2 separate regions of the Sus scrofa genome follow, and region 2 is linked to region 1. Evidence: chromatin contacts called from public Hi-C data. All regions are on one chromosome and are shown on one strand. The core of a region is the stretch at or near the end of the contact, and the rest is flanking DNA. Distances in the headings are between cores, read along the strand shown. Region 1 has its middle 150 kb from the start of SYK. Region 2 has its middle 180 kb from the start of NFIL3.

Region 1 (7,010 bases), core at 3,223-5,722:
AGGATACAGTAAAGATAAAAAGGGTTTCCACAAGAATGCTTCAGGGTGTTTCAAAGGAAGCTGCATTTGCTGTCTAATCACCATTATTGTTGAGATTGCCAGTTTAAAAATGATCTATCTCTAGGATGACAAAAAGGTATGGCCATTTATGGTATTTGCAAAGACTTGGGCTATGAGAAAGGATTATTATTCTTGGCTCTGCCATAGAATGGAATTATTCAATAGGTACCATGTGCCAGAAAACAGTAGGTTTTTCCAGAGAGCTCTCAAGCTAAAATTGGATGATTGTTGTCTAATCTTGGGACCAGTTATTAAAGGAGACATAATCATATTATTAAGTCATCCCAACTGAGAAAAATTCATATAATTTTAGGACTCAGACTTGAAGACTCACGTAGAATGATGTGATCTGGATCTACTGCTTTATAGAAGGTAAGTGGATTCTCAAGGCGAAATGTCTGTAAAAGATGGCAGTTATTCTTCAGGGAAACCAGAAATGGCACAAGAGTTTGAGGAAACAGTGGTGAGCAAATATAAATGGTCCTAGCTCTCAAAATGTTTACAACCTAAAGGAAGAACATAAAGATCAAAGATAATCGTGAATGGTAACCATGCCAGGAGATAATCAGCTTGACTCTCATGATCATTTCATTACGTACATGTATATCAAGTCATCATATAGTACACTTTGAATATATACAATTTTTATTGCCAAAGTAAATACGTAGGACCCCCTGCCTCCACCAAATACAAAAATTAACACAAAATGGATCATAAATCTAAAGGTGAGGACTCAAACGGTAAGAGGAAATAACTACAGAAGAGAATATAGGAGTAAAGCTTCATGATCTTGGGTTAAAGAAGGATTTCTTAAATTCAACACCAAAAATACAAATGATAAAAGGAAAAACAGGTAAGTTAGAATTCTTCAAAATTAAGACTTTTCGTGCCTCAAAAGACGGTATCAAAAAAGTGAAAAGGGACATTCCCATTGTGGCTCTGTGGTCACAAGCCCCACAAGTATCCACGAGGATGTGGGTTCCGTCCCTGGCTTTGCTCGGTGGATTGCGGATCCAGTGTTGCCGTGAGCTGTAGTGTAGGTTGCAGACGTGGCTCAGATCCCACGTTGCTGTAGCTGTGGCGTGGGCCAGAAGCTGTAGCTTCGATTTGACCTCTAGCCAGAGAACTTCCATGTGCCACAAAGGCAGCCCTAAAAAGCAAAAACAAAAAAAACAAAAAAAACAAAAAAAAAAAAAATGGAAAGATGATCAACAAAAGGATATAATAAATATATTATCATATGAAAATTGTATGCCTGATAAGGGACTTGTATCTGAAACACTGAAAAACCCTTACAACTAAACAGTAAAAAAAAAGACAAGCCAGTTTAAAAACGGGCCAAGGAACTGAATAGGCATGTTTCAAAAGAAGATATACGAATGGCCAATAAGCACGTGAAAACATCATTAGTCATTAGGGAAATGCAAATCAAAACCACAATGCAAAAACCACTTCACACTCACTAGAATGGCTCTAATAAAAAAAAAAAAAAAGAGAGAGACAACAACAAGTACTGGCAAGGATGTGGAGAAACCAGAACCCTCAAACATTGCTGGTGGGATCGTAAAATGGAGAAGCCCCTTTGAAAAACAGTTTGGAAGTTCCTCAAAAATTAAACATAGAGTTACCGTTTGACCCCTCAATTCTACTCCCGAGTATGTACCCAATAAGAATTCAAAACAGGTATTGAAACAAATATATGTACGTGCATTTCCATAGCAGAATTGTTTGCTATAGCCAAAGGTGGAAATGTCCCAAATGTCCATTCATGGATGACTAAATAAACAAATTATGGTAAATACATACAATGGTATATTATTCACCATTTACAGGAATTAAGTATAACACATGTTATAAACATTATGCTAGCTGAATGGATCTTCAAAACATTATGCTAAATGGAAGAAGGCAGACACAAAAGGTCACGTACAACTCCAGCCATACAAAATGGCCAGAATAGATAAATCTATTGAGACAGAACTCAGGTTGTTCTTTGCCAGGAGCTGGGGAGAATGGGAGTCACTGCTTAATGGGTATGGGGTTTCCTTTGGGGGAGGGTGACAAGGATGTTTTGGGACTAAGAAATCATGATTGTACAACATCGTGACTTTACTAAATGCCACCAAACTATTCACTTTAAAGTGGTTAATTCTATGGCATGTGGATTTCAGCACAATAAGTTACTTTTAAAAAGCAGATACTCATGGAGTTCCCGTTGTGGCTCAGCAGAAACTAATCTGACTAGCATCCACGAGGACGCAGGTTCGATCCCTGCCCTTGCTCAGTGGGTTAAGGATCTGGCGTTGCTGTGAGCTGTGGTATAGGTCGCAGACATGGCTCGGATCTGGTGTTGCTGTGGCTGTGGTGTAGGCTGGCAGCTACAGCTCTGATTCAACCCCTGGCCTAGGAATCTCCATTTGCCGTGAGTCCAGCCCTAAAAAGCCAAAAAAGGGGCAGATAATCATATGATGAGTTGCTGCTACTCTTCCTGTAGCACATGAGAGAAAACAGAGACAAGACCGCAAACAAAACACAACCTCAAAAAAATTGTCGTTAATGTCTTTAGAGAAAGAACAGAAAACAGTATATCCATAAATCGAGAAGAGTTGGCATAAAAAAGAATAATCAAAGATTACGACCGGCTCCTGAGAATTAAAATTATAAAAGTTGAAATAAACCTGGAACTTAGGAAAAGAGGATTTGGAAGAAAAATGTAGAAAATGAGCAGAGCTGGTCTGAGCGGGCCAAGACGGAGGAGGAGGATAGAGGCGAGAGGACCAGCTAAGAGCTCCAAGCACTGGGATAAAAAATTCAGACCACTCTCCAGTTTTGAGGATTCCATCCTTTGCCAACTTGGGTGGAAGATGACAGTGTGCAAATTATCTGCAGGTCCGATTTCTGCCTAGTCACGGGGAAAAGGAGTCCGGACCCAGCCTGGGATTTGCTCATCTGGGCCAGGTGCCCAGCTGGGGGCACCAAAGGAGTGAGTCCTGGAAGGGCACCTTTGTGAAATTCACAAAAAAGGGGAGCAGTGGGCCAGGAGGGTACTAGCACAGGACAGCAGTTTGTCCCTCAAGGCACAGCTGCCTGCCTTACAGGCATCACCTCCACCAAGAGGCTGCTTGACCCCAGAGGGTGAGTGACAATGCTTGTCTGACAAGGGAGAGCAGACTTTTGACACCTGGCTGTGTTCTAGAAGCATGGCCAGGGCTCCTTGCTTTTCCAAAGCGGTCCTCCAATGGTCAAGCTCCCACTGAGCTCTCACAACACAGCATCCTTCTCCCGGGTCTTCTCTGCACGCTCCCCACCCACAGAGGCCCTCTCCCAGGGGAGGCAGCAGCAGGCTGCCTTCTTGCACTCCTCTCCCGCAGAAGGACACTTGGGGGCAGTCATTCAACACTGCACACACTTCATCCCCTGCGAGGCTCCTGCTCACCCAAGAACCAAGAACGCAGCCTTCATCTGGGGTGTCCCGGACGCTCTGTGACAGTCTAATCAGCAAACAAGACTACAGGTGATGGTGCTGGCACTTGGCCACATGGTCCAGCCCCACCAGCCTGCAGTCCACCCACTTGGGCCGGACGAAGAAGCTGGACAGCGCCACTCGCAGGACTTGTAAATACAGCCCCTGCTCTCACGCTCAGCAAGTGGGAAGAGGGAACAGGTTCAGAGAATACTGTTTTCAGTGGATTTAGAGAAACACACCTAGACACAATGTCATTTCCTTGTCATTCTTCCTCTCGTTCTCTTAATAACCCTGACGTTCCCTGCAGGCATGCAGGGAACCCTTCATCTCAGTGAAGGAGACATGTAAGGTCTCTACGTCACACAAGCATTGGGTCTTAAGCAAATGAGGAGAGGGACATAAAACAGACTGAAATTACAGGCTGGGTACGTTTCTGCCAGAGTCTTCCCTGGAGTTTGGGACTCTTGGTCCTTCTCCACTGCGTTACCCCCCATCATGGCATTTTAATGGATATAGGAACAACACCCCACAGCAGTCTGGTATCTCAGGATGAAAACATTCAGAAACAGGCAATACGCTTACACACAACAAGTTCAAGAAAGGGGGGGGGGGGCGGCTAATAAATGAACAGAAGTTCAAAGGAAGCTGAGTGATGTAAGACGTTTGGCGATGACTCACACGTGGGGCATTCAAGCCGGACTTTCGCAAACAAGGGGGTGGCGGGCAGAGTCAGCAAGCACAGCCATGAAGTCCATCAGCCCAGCCTCGGGAGGGACGGGGGTGCTGCAGAGCTGGGACCCAGGGCTTGCTTGCCAACAAAATGACCCCACGCCTGCTCTGTTATTTCTGTATTTCTGAGTGGCAGCAACCCCCACAGGAAGGCGCTCCGTTCACCACCGCAGTGCACCCCCACACGAGTCCCAGCTGAGGTCCTCCTCACAGGGGCAAAGGCAGTCCTGTAAAAGAGAAACGGGATCTGATTGAAGCTTAACGTGATTCTTCATTGTCACGACAAAAGTATCTTCAGATCCACGCGCAAATGACAGCCCGAAAGGAAAAGATGTGAGCCTGTGTTGTATGTGTGAGAGCGTAAGAGGGTGTACGTGTGTGTGTGCATGTACTTAGGGCAAAAGACACACACCCACAGTCTCCAGAGGATTACAAAAAGTCCTCTGTACTAAAGAATTTCAGACCGGTTTGATGATTCATTTAGGGGAACTGCTGACAGCTCATGAAGGAAAAGAGTTTGTGCACATGTGCGCTGTCCAGTGCTCACTAAGTTGTGTCCCTAGCAGGGGAGGTCCACCGCCTTCAGGCTTCGTTGAAAAGGAGAAGCTGAAAATCAGATGCATACACGAGCGTGTGATCTGACAGATCAGATGTTGGAGGAAACACTTGAGAACCGACGTGGTTCAAGGAGAGCAAATATTTACAGGAGTCAGGGCAGCTTTCTACTTCCTCTGCCCCCTTCTTCTGGAATCTTCTCCCTCCCTGGTTGCTGGGGGTCCGCCTTCTTTCCCAGGTCTCCCCTGGGTGTGGGATGCAGTGATGGACGGGGGTACCAGCCCCTCTGGCTTGCTGGGGCTTCTCCTCTGTTAACTGTGATGCTTTGGGCAGATGTTGACGAGCTCATGGAGCACCTGCGAAAATGTGGGGAGCCCAAGTGTCAGGCACCATCAGGACAATGAAAGAATGGCACCCTCCCCTCGCAGAGTGGTCCTGTGCCTATAAGGCCAGATCCTGCCCACCCAGGGCAGCCATCACTGACACACACACTCACACACATTAGCACAAACACATGCCCACCCTCGCACCACCATATACACTCACAAACATCCAAACACACCTGCTCACATATGACTCCCAGGCAAACACTCACACCCACGTACATACACTCACAACATCATACACACAAAAATGCATGCATATACACTCTCACTGGCACACAATCACACACTCACCCCTACACACACACATGTATACACATGCTAACATATCGCTTCACACACACATGTGCACACACACACACTTACACATACCCACATACATTCATACAAACATACACATACTTGGGTCCTAGGTGAGACCACCCCATGCCCCACACTACCCCATGCCCCAAGTCTAGCTGTCTTGGGTCAGCACAGACCTAAGACCCAGAGTCCCCTACTCTCTGGAACATAAAGTACCTCTGACATCTGTCTGGGGGGACTTGGGCCAGCCCAGTGGCAGGTTGCTACACTGTCACAAAGTGCCCCGTGGGCTGGCCCTAATACCCTCCAGAAGGGTCCAGGCTGTCAGGCTGCCCAGGGTCACACATCCCTCTTCTCATGAACAGGAGTTGTATGCCACCGCTTTCTTCCTGTCATGTCAGGGTACACAGAGTCTTTTCTTGGCCTCTTATATTCCTCAGGACCAAAGGTGTGCTACCCACACAGTCCATCCGGGACCACCAGCCACTCCTTTGGTCGGAACTGACAGGGGCAGAATTTCTCCACCTTCCCTTTCTCAGGGCTTCCTAAACATCCAACCTCATCCATGACGAGCCTGACCCAAAGCCGTTCCTCCCCCGGACAAGCTCTCCTCAGAGCAGCACATCACCGTGAGATGAAGCAAGGAACATTTCCGTACCAGTCCCGTCATGTCTCTCAGGTCCCTCAGAGCACCAAACCGGCCAGGGTTTGTGTGTCTATGAATCCAGAATCACCTAAACTTAAATGATCACTGTGATTAAAACCTCATCCTGGAGTTCCTGTCGTGGCTCAGTGGTTAACGAATCCAACGAGGAACCATGAGGTTGAGGGTTCGATCCCTTTGAGGGTTCAATCCCTGCCGTTGCTCAGTGAGTTAAGGATCTGGCGTTGCCGTGAGCTGTGGTGTAGGTTGCAGACGCAGCTCGGATCCCGCGTTGCTGTGGCTCTGGCGTAGGCTACAGCTCCAATTCGATCCCTAGCCTAGGAACCTCCATATGCCATGGGAGCGGCCCTAGAAAAGACGAAAAGACAAAAAGACAAAAAAAAAAAAAAAAAAAGATAAAACCTCATTCTTGCAGGGCTGGATAGAATGTCAAGAGGTTATTTTTGCCAAACTCCTTTTCCGCCAAAAAGCCCACCTGTATTTGTGAACATCTCAGGTGATGGGTATCCCACAGCCTCTTACATAGACAGAACCAGGGCTGAGGTGCCTTAATCACTCCATAGGTGCTGTTTCCCCATCTCAGACCTCGCCCTCTGCACACTGGAGGACACAGGTTCTCAAATGACAGTCTATACTCGCTCTTCTCTAGACTTGAGACAGTTACCCTCTAGATTGACCCTCTCCCTGACCCTCAAAATTCTCTACCCAAAGATCTGCCCAAAATCTTCTGGGGAGCCAAACACGCCTTCCCACCAGCCACATTGAAAACCTAACTTACAGAGTTCTCACTGTGGCTCAGCAAGTTACGAACCCAACTAGTATCCACCAGGATGTGGGTTTGATCCCTGAC
Region 2 (7,010 bases), core at 3,307-5,806, 530 kb after region 1:
CACTCGTGTCCAACACATGTTAATAAGATGTGATTTCAGTTTCCTTCAGCATATTTTTTAGCTTTTCTTTGACTCCTTCTCTGACCCATGGATTATTTAGAAGTGTATTTTTTATGTTCCAAATGTCTGTCCACACCCTTAGAGAAAATTACTTCCAAAAGATAATTTCCACTTATCTTTCTCTTGTTTATTTCTACTTCCTCCTAAAACGGTCAGAGAACATACTTTGCATAATTTCAGTTTTTCTTAATTAATTGAGTACATTTTATGGCTCAGAGTGGAATCGAGCTCGGTATATTTTCTGTGGGCTCGTGAAACGAATGTATGTATGTTCCGCTGTGGTTCCGGTGGGTGTTCTGTGAATGTTGATTAGTTCCTATTTGTTGATGACGGCTGTTGAGTTCTTCTATATCTTTGCTGTTTTTATATCTAGTTTTTTCAACTGTCGAGAGATAGTTAAGTTCCCAACTCTAAATGTGGACTTGGGTTTTGCATGATCTGTTTCTCATTATCTGTTTTTGCTTTTTGCTTCATATATTTTGCAGCCCTTTTATTTGGTTTATTCACGTTTGAAATTGCTCTATTTCTATGTATGCTGACTCTTATCAACATAAAATTTCTTTTTAGCCTCAGTAATTTTCTTTGTTCTAAAGTCCCCTTTATCTGATATTAATATAGCCACTTCTGCTTTCTTTTGCTTAATAGTTTATTAATCAATAATTATTAATTAATATTTATTAATTTATATCTTTTCCACCCTGTTACTTTAACTTTTGTATATCATTATTATGGACCGTATATAATTGGGTCATCTTTTTAAATCTACTTTGTCAATCTGTCTTTTAATTTGTTTATTTAGAACACTTTAATTTCATTATTGCATTGTTAAGGCTTAAGTCTGCACTTTTATTTTTCTGTTTTTCTTTCCTTTTTGCATTCTCTGTTTTCCCACCTCTCTTAGTTTACTTGACCATTTTTAGAATGCAATTTTTACTTTTATTTATAGCAATTTGACTGTATCTCTTTTGTTGTTTTTTCAGTGGTTGCATTTGGCATTGCATTACATATTCATGACTTACTGACGTCTATTGCTTGACCTTTTATCAAGAAAAGTGAAGGAAAAAATACCTCCCTTTATACCCCTTCACCCTCCACAATTTGTTTTAATTGTTTTAAATATTTAATTGTTTTAACTATTTCCCTGTGCACATTGAGAACCATATACCTTTTGCTTCAGCCATCAGACATAATTTAGAAAATTCAAGAAGAGAAGGAAGTCATTGTATTTATACATATATTTGCTCTTACTGTGTTTTCCTCTCCTTCCTGATGTTCCTTCCTGATTCTTTGTTTTATGATTTCTTTTCTATTTAGAGAACTTCTTTTCACTATTGTTTTCAGATAATAAATTCTCTCAGTTTTCATCTTTATTTCACCCTCATTCTTAAAGAATATTTTTGCTGGATATCGAATCCTTGTGTTGTAAAGATTTTTTTCAGCATGTTAAAAATGATATGCCATTTCCTTCTGGCTTCTCTGGTTTCTGATGAGAAATCCGCTTTAATTTAAATCATTTTCCCTGTAGATCATGTGTCATTTTCCCAGAGCTACTTTTAACACACTTTTTTCTTCTTTTTTAAGTTTTGGAAGTTTGACTATGATGTGTCCTTAAGTGGCTATCTTTGAGTTTACATGTTTGTGGTTTACTTCACCTCATTAATCTGTACCCGTATGGATTTTTTGCCGTAATAACTATTTTTTAGCCATTATTTCTTTGAAAATTTTTTCATCCCCACTGTCCTTCTCTTTTTCTTTTGGAATTCAAATGACATGAATGTTAAATCTTTTGTGATAGCAACACATGTCCATGAGGCTCTGTTCATTTTTATTTCAGACTATTTTCTCTCTGTTGTTGAGATCGCATAATTTCTATCGTTTTCTCTCTAAGTTCCTTTTCTCTTTCCTCTTCAGGCTGTTGATAAAACTGAGTTTTTTACTTGGTCACTATATGTTTTTGTTCTGAAATTTCCATCAGGTTCTTTTTTTTTTTTTTTTTTTTGGCTTTTAGGGCCGCACCTGTGGCATGTGGAGTTTTCCAGGCTAGGGGTCAAATCGGAGCTATAGCCACTGGCCTACACCACAGCCACAGTAATGCCAGACCTGAGCCACGTCTGCGACCTTCACCAAAGTTCACGGCAACGCCGGATCCTTAACCCACTGAGCGAGGCCAGGGATCAAACCCGAAACCTTATGGTTCCTAGTCGGATTTGTTTCTGTGAGTCATGGTGGGAACTCCCATTAGGTTCTTTATAGCATCTATTCCTTTGCTAAGACTTTCTCTTTCTAGGAGGTTTAAATGATATAACATTATATTAGTTTTAATAGTACAAATGAGAAAAATAGAATATTTTCCCATTTATTCTAGACTGTCTATAATTACTTATTTGAGAATTTTTAGGATGTCTCCTTTAAAATCCTTGTCAGAGAGTTCCTATTGTGGCACAACAGAAATGAATCTGACTAGTAACCATGAGGCTGCAGGTTTAATCCCTGGCCCTACTCAATGGGTCGGGGATCCGGCATTGCCGTGAGCTGTGGTGTAGGTCGCAGACACGGCTCAGATCCAGCATTGCTGTGGATGTGGCATAGGTCAGCAGCTGTAGTTCAAATTTGACCCCTAGCCTGGGAACCTCCATGTGCCACGGATGAGGCCCTAAAAAAAAAAAAAAAAAAAAAAAAAAAAAAAAAAAAAAAAAGCAAAAAACAAAATAAATAAAATCCCTGTCAGATGATTCTACATCTATACCATCTTGGCATTGGTGTCTATAGATTCTTTTTTTATTCAAGTTGATATCTTCCTGGTTCTTATATGTCACGTGGTTCTGGGTGAGACCTGGACCTTGTGGATATTACATCATAAGACATCTCATTTAAACCTGTGTTTTGCGTTTTAGCTGTTGTCTTTTTTTTTTTTTGACTGTGCTCACAGCATGTGGAAGTTCCCAGGCCAGGGATCAAACCCACGCCACAGCAGCAACCCACTGTGCCACAAGGAACTCCATTAGCAGGCCCCTTCTGATACTAGTCTGGTGGGTGAGGTAGAAGTAAGGCACTACCTTGTTATCACCAGGTGAGTAGAAGTCTAGGTTTTCCAACTGGTCCCCACTGATTTGGGGAGGGAGGTTTCCTGGGCACGGCTGGACTGTTAGATGGGGGTAGAAATGCAGGCTCCCAGCTAGGCCTCTACTGATACCATCCTGGTTGGGAGGAGGCCTCCTTTGACAGGGTTGGGAGGGTGGCCTTTTGGCTGCTAGTGGGAGGTGAAAGTTCTGATTTTCCATTAGCTCTCTTCTGACATGACCCCTGCTGGAAGGGGGAGGTGACCCTTGACTGGGGGTGGAAGCCCAGCTTCCCACGTCACCTCCACCAACACCACAGAATAAGGGAGAAGGACTTCCTACCACCCAGTATGAATGAAGCTCCCAGTTCCTCATTCTGCCTTCTCTGACTCCACCCCAGTGAGAAGTTGGGGCACCTCGTTGGCCTGTCAAGGGTAGAAGTCTAGCTCCCCACTTAGCTGGCTATGAGTGTAGCAGTGGGGCCACAACTGTTACAGCGGTATTTGGTTTTGAACAGAGCAATCATTGTCTGAAAGTTTTCTGTCTTGCTCGGCTGCTCCTTTCCTGGTCCTTCATCTGAAAGGGGCAGCATTTTTGCAGAAACTCTTTTGTCTTGTGCAAGTTGGTGATTACAGGTTTCTGGCTTCTTCAGTAGTCAATCTGGGGATATATGGGGTGAAAAGAAAACCCATTCTTTCCTTGGGTCCAAAGGTATCTAAACAGTCTGTCTTCTTCCCTCTGCCAAGCAGTGTATTCTTATTTTTGTTTGATATATAATTTCTAGGACTTCCAGCTGTATTTATGGCGAGGAAGAAGGAAACGTACAACTACTCCATTTCCCAGGAAGTTTCTGTCATTTGTTTTGCTGCTGGCAAGGAAAAACAATCTCCATTTTTTTTTCCTTATTTTTCAAAATAATATTGGCTATTGATGTTTTCCACTTTCAGAAAATGTTTGGGCCAGACTTGCTGAATTCGCTCTCCAAATTCCCACTGGGATTACATTAAATGTATGATGACTCTATGACCCAATCATTTATAATATTCAATAACTTTAATCTGTAAATAGACCATTGACTCATATTGGAGCTACTAAAAACCTCAGGTTGACATATCAGCCCTAGATACTTAATGAATATTCTGAGACCAGAGGCCTTCTACTTTGTAAACAACAGGTTAATTATGAAGTTCTGCCTCAGTATCTTTCCTCATCAATATTTTTTTTCTACTACACCACACTACTCAATGATAGAAAATTCCATTTTCCCCAATTTTCCACCATCGTAGTAGGGCTATGAACTCCTAAAAGTATGTACTATGCTAACTGGGTCATTTGGTCTAGCCTTTCCCCTCTTACTGCTTTTAAATGATCAACTTGAAGCTGATCACAGCATGAGCTGTCCCTGTTGGTAACACATCTATAAACTCTGGCCGTAAGTGGCTCTCCTTCTTGAGAAAGCAGACCGAGATTTTTAAAACTAGAGCAAACTGCAGTTTCTAGATTGTAGTACATGTCTGTGTTTGTTTTCTATCGGTTACATAAATATAGAAAATCACCCGACCGAGAATTCTACTGCATTTCCTGGGCTCCCAGGAGGAATGTTTTCTTTCCACTTGCCTTTTCTGCAAGAATGTGACAGCAGGAAGAAGGAGGTGGTGGTATTAAAACAAGTAGTATGACTGCAAGTCGCAGAAGAAACAGTTTTTGGACAGATGTCAGAATGAAGAATTTCTGGTCTGGAGAGTAATTCTTATGTAAGAAAGCATGGTGTAAACCACAATAAGACTGGAAGGAGGCAAAGTATTTAAGGCAAAGTGGAACTTTTCAATTCAACAAAAAGCACTGAAGGCTTTTTAAGTAACGACATGTTTATTACAAATATGCCGTGGCATTGATGAGGCTCCTTTTCCTCTTGCCGTGCATTCCACTTCTGGGACACAGAGAAGGATGGGAATGTGGGTACAGGTGGAGCAAAGTCTAGCCACAGACCGTCTTTGTTTCATGTTAACATATAACGGTTGTTTCCATGTCTTGGCTATTGTGAATAGTGCCACAATGAGCATGCAGATGCATGTGTCTCTTTTAAGGAAAGTGTTGTCCAGATAGATGCCCAAGAGTGGGATTGCTGGGTCATATAGTAGTTCTATGTATAGATTTCTAAGGTACCTCCATACTGTTCTCCATCGTGGTTGTACCAGCTTACATTCCCACCAACAGTGTAGGAGGGTTCCCTTTTCTCCACACCCCCTCCAGCACTTGTTATTTGTGGACTTATTAATGATGGCCATTCTGACATGTGTGAGGTGGTACCTCATGGTAGTTTTTATTTGCACTTCTCTGGAGGAGGAGGGAGTCGGATGGATGGGGAGCTTGGGGTTAATAGATGCAGTCTATTTCCTTTGGAAAGGATTAGCAGTGAGATCCTGCTGTGGAGCACTGGGAACTATGTCTAGTCACTTACAATGGAGCATGATAATGTGAGAAAAAAATGTATACATGTATGTGTAACTGGGTCACCATGCTGTACAGTAGGGAAAAAAAATGTATTGAGGAAATAACAATTGATTACAATTAAAAAAAAAAAAAAAGCATGTAACGGGCCAGCCTCTACAATGCTTAATTCCATTCCTTTTCATTCAAAGGGAAAACACAAACATGCCCAGAAGGGTTCTCTTTTTTGCTTACTGGAAAAGGATAAAAGACTGGGATGGGGAGAGTGGGATGCTGGGGAAGGAAGAGGAAGGCATCCTTTGTGATTTAATTACATAGATTTGGTGACAATAGGCTTTCCTGTAGAGGAGTACATAGCGTACAGATGCACTTGCTTACTGGTAAATGGATTTCATTAAATTCGACTGGTTGAGCTCCCAAAGTTTCAAGAGAAAGTATGTTGGTTCCTTTGCTTCAAAATTCTTTTGCAATAATATCTTAGGAAAAGTATTTCAATTTTGGGGATGTTATGGACTGAACTGTGCTCACCCTCCTTCCCCAAATTCATATGTTGGAAGTCCTAACCCCTAGTAGCTCAGAGTGTGACTGTATTTAGGGGATAAGGTCTTTTCCAAGGGAATCAAGTTAATTGAGGTCTTATGGGAGTGAGTATTCCGTTCTAAAGCAGACCATAATAATCGACCAATAAGACCAGTGTCCTTATAAGAAGAGGGAGTTAAGAACCACATAGATGCAGAAGGAAGACCATGTGAAGATGGGGAGAAGCCAGCCATGGCCATCTGCTGGCCAAGGAAAGAGCCTCCCTGCCAACACCTGGACCTCGGACTTCCAGCCTCCAAGTCAGTGAGAAATAAATTTCTGTTGTGTAAGCTGTGGCACTTTGTTATGACAACCTCAACTCAACACACAGAGTTAGCCCATCTTAATGATGGTGCTGTCACGCTTTTTTTCTATGAATTTAACTTGTACTCAACAAACAAAATATTAAGCAAGAGATAAGACAGACCAGAGATGAGGCAATGTTCTCCTGGAGAATATACTCAGGAAAACCTCCTGGCTCCACCGGGTATGAATGTGACCAAGTCATTCTGCTGCTTAAGAAGTCTTTGTGACTCTTCCCACCGCTGAGGTCACATCTAACTCCTGGCCCTTCCTGGCTTCAGAGCCTTTTTGCTCCTTCTCCAGACTTGCCTTCTTGGCGGCTGCACCCCAGCTCACCTTCTTTTCCCCTCACACCTGGAGTCTTTGCTTGTACTGGCCTGAAGTGGCAGCAGGATCTCCCACTCCACCTGGCTAAGTCCTGCTCCTTCTGAGGAGCCCAGTTCTAACCCTGGACCACTAGTCTTTCCTTTTGCCCAGCAGACCCCCAGAGCTCCCTCTTTCATGAACTACTCCCCAACATATGTTTACGATGCTCTGTCTCCTTGAAAGGCTGCGAGC

The links. Hi-C and Micro-C count contacts between places; a contact is called where the count stands out from the background.
Region 2: a Hi-C map of subcutaneous adipose tissue shows a contact between it and region 1, with 2.9 times the contacts expected there. The contact joins two enhancer-like sites. A contact is called at or near these places in 1 of 5 promoter capture datasets (liver), 24 of 47 Hi-C or Micro-C datasets (alveolar macrophages, blood, embryonic fibroblasts and 13 more) and 2 of 2 datasets of contacts at active chromatin or transcription factors (alveolar macrophages and skeletal muscle).

The regions. Positions count from the first base shown.
Region 1 is chr14:2,254,424-2,261,433 of Sscrofa11.1, forward strand. No RefSeq gene overlaps it. Among named protein-coding and RNA genes, the nearest start is that of SYK, 150 kb to the left of the region's middle. Within about 2 kb of position 4,473, at least 35 of the 83 cell types and tissues checked have an H3K27ac peak or open chromatin away from gene starts, as enhancers often do. A contact at or near this core is called in alveolar macrophages and subcutaneous adipose tissue, where this site is marked.
Region 2 is chr14:2,782,180-2,789,189 of Sscrofa11.1, forward strand. No RefSeq gene overlaps it. Among named protein-coding and RNA genes, the nearest start is that of NFIL3, 180 kb to the left of the region's middle. Within about 2 kb of position 4,557, at least 4 of the 83 cell types and tissues checked have an H3K27ac peak or open chromatin away from gene starts, as enhancers often do. A contact at or near this core is called in alveolar macrophages and subcutaneous adipose tissue, where this site is marked.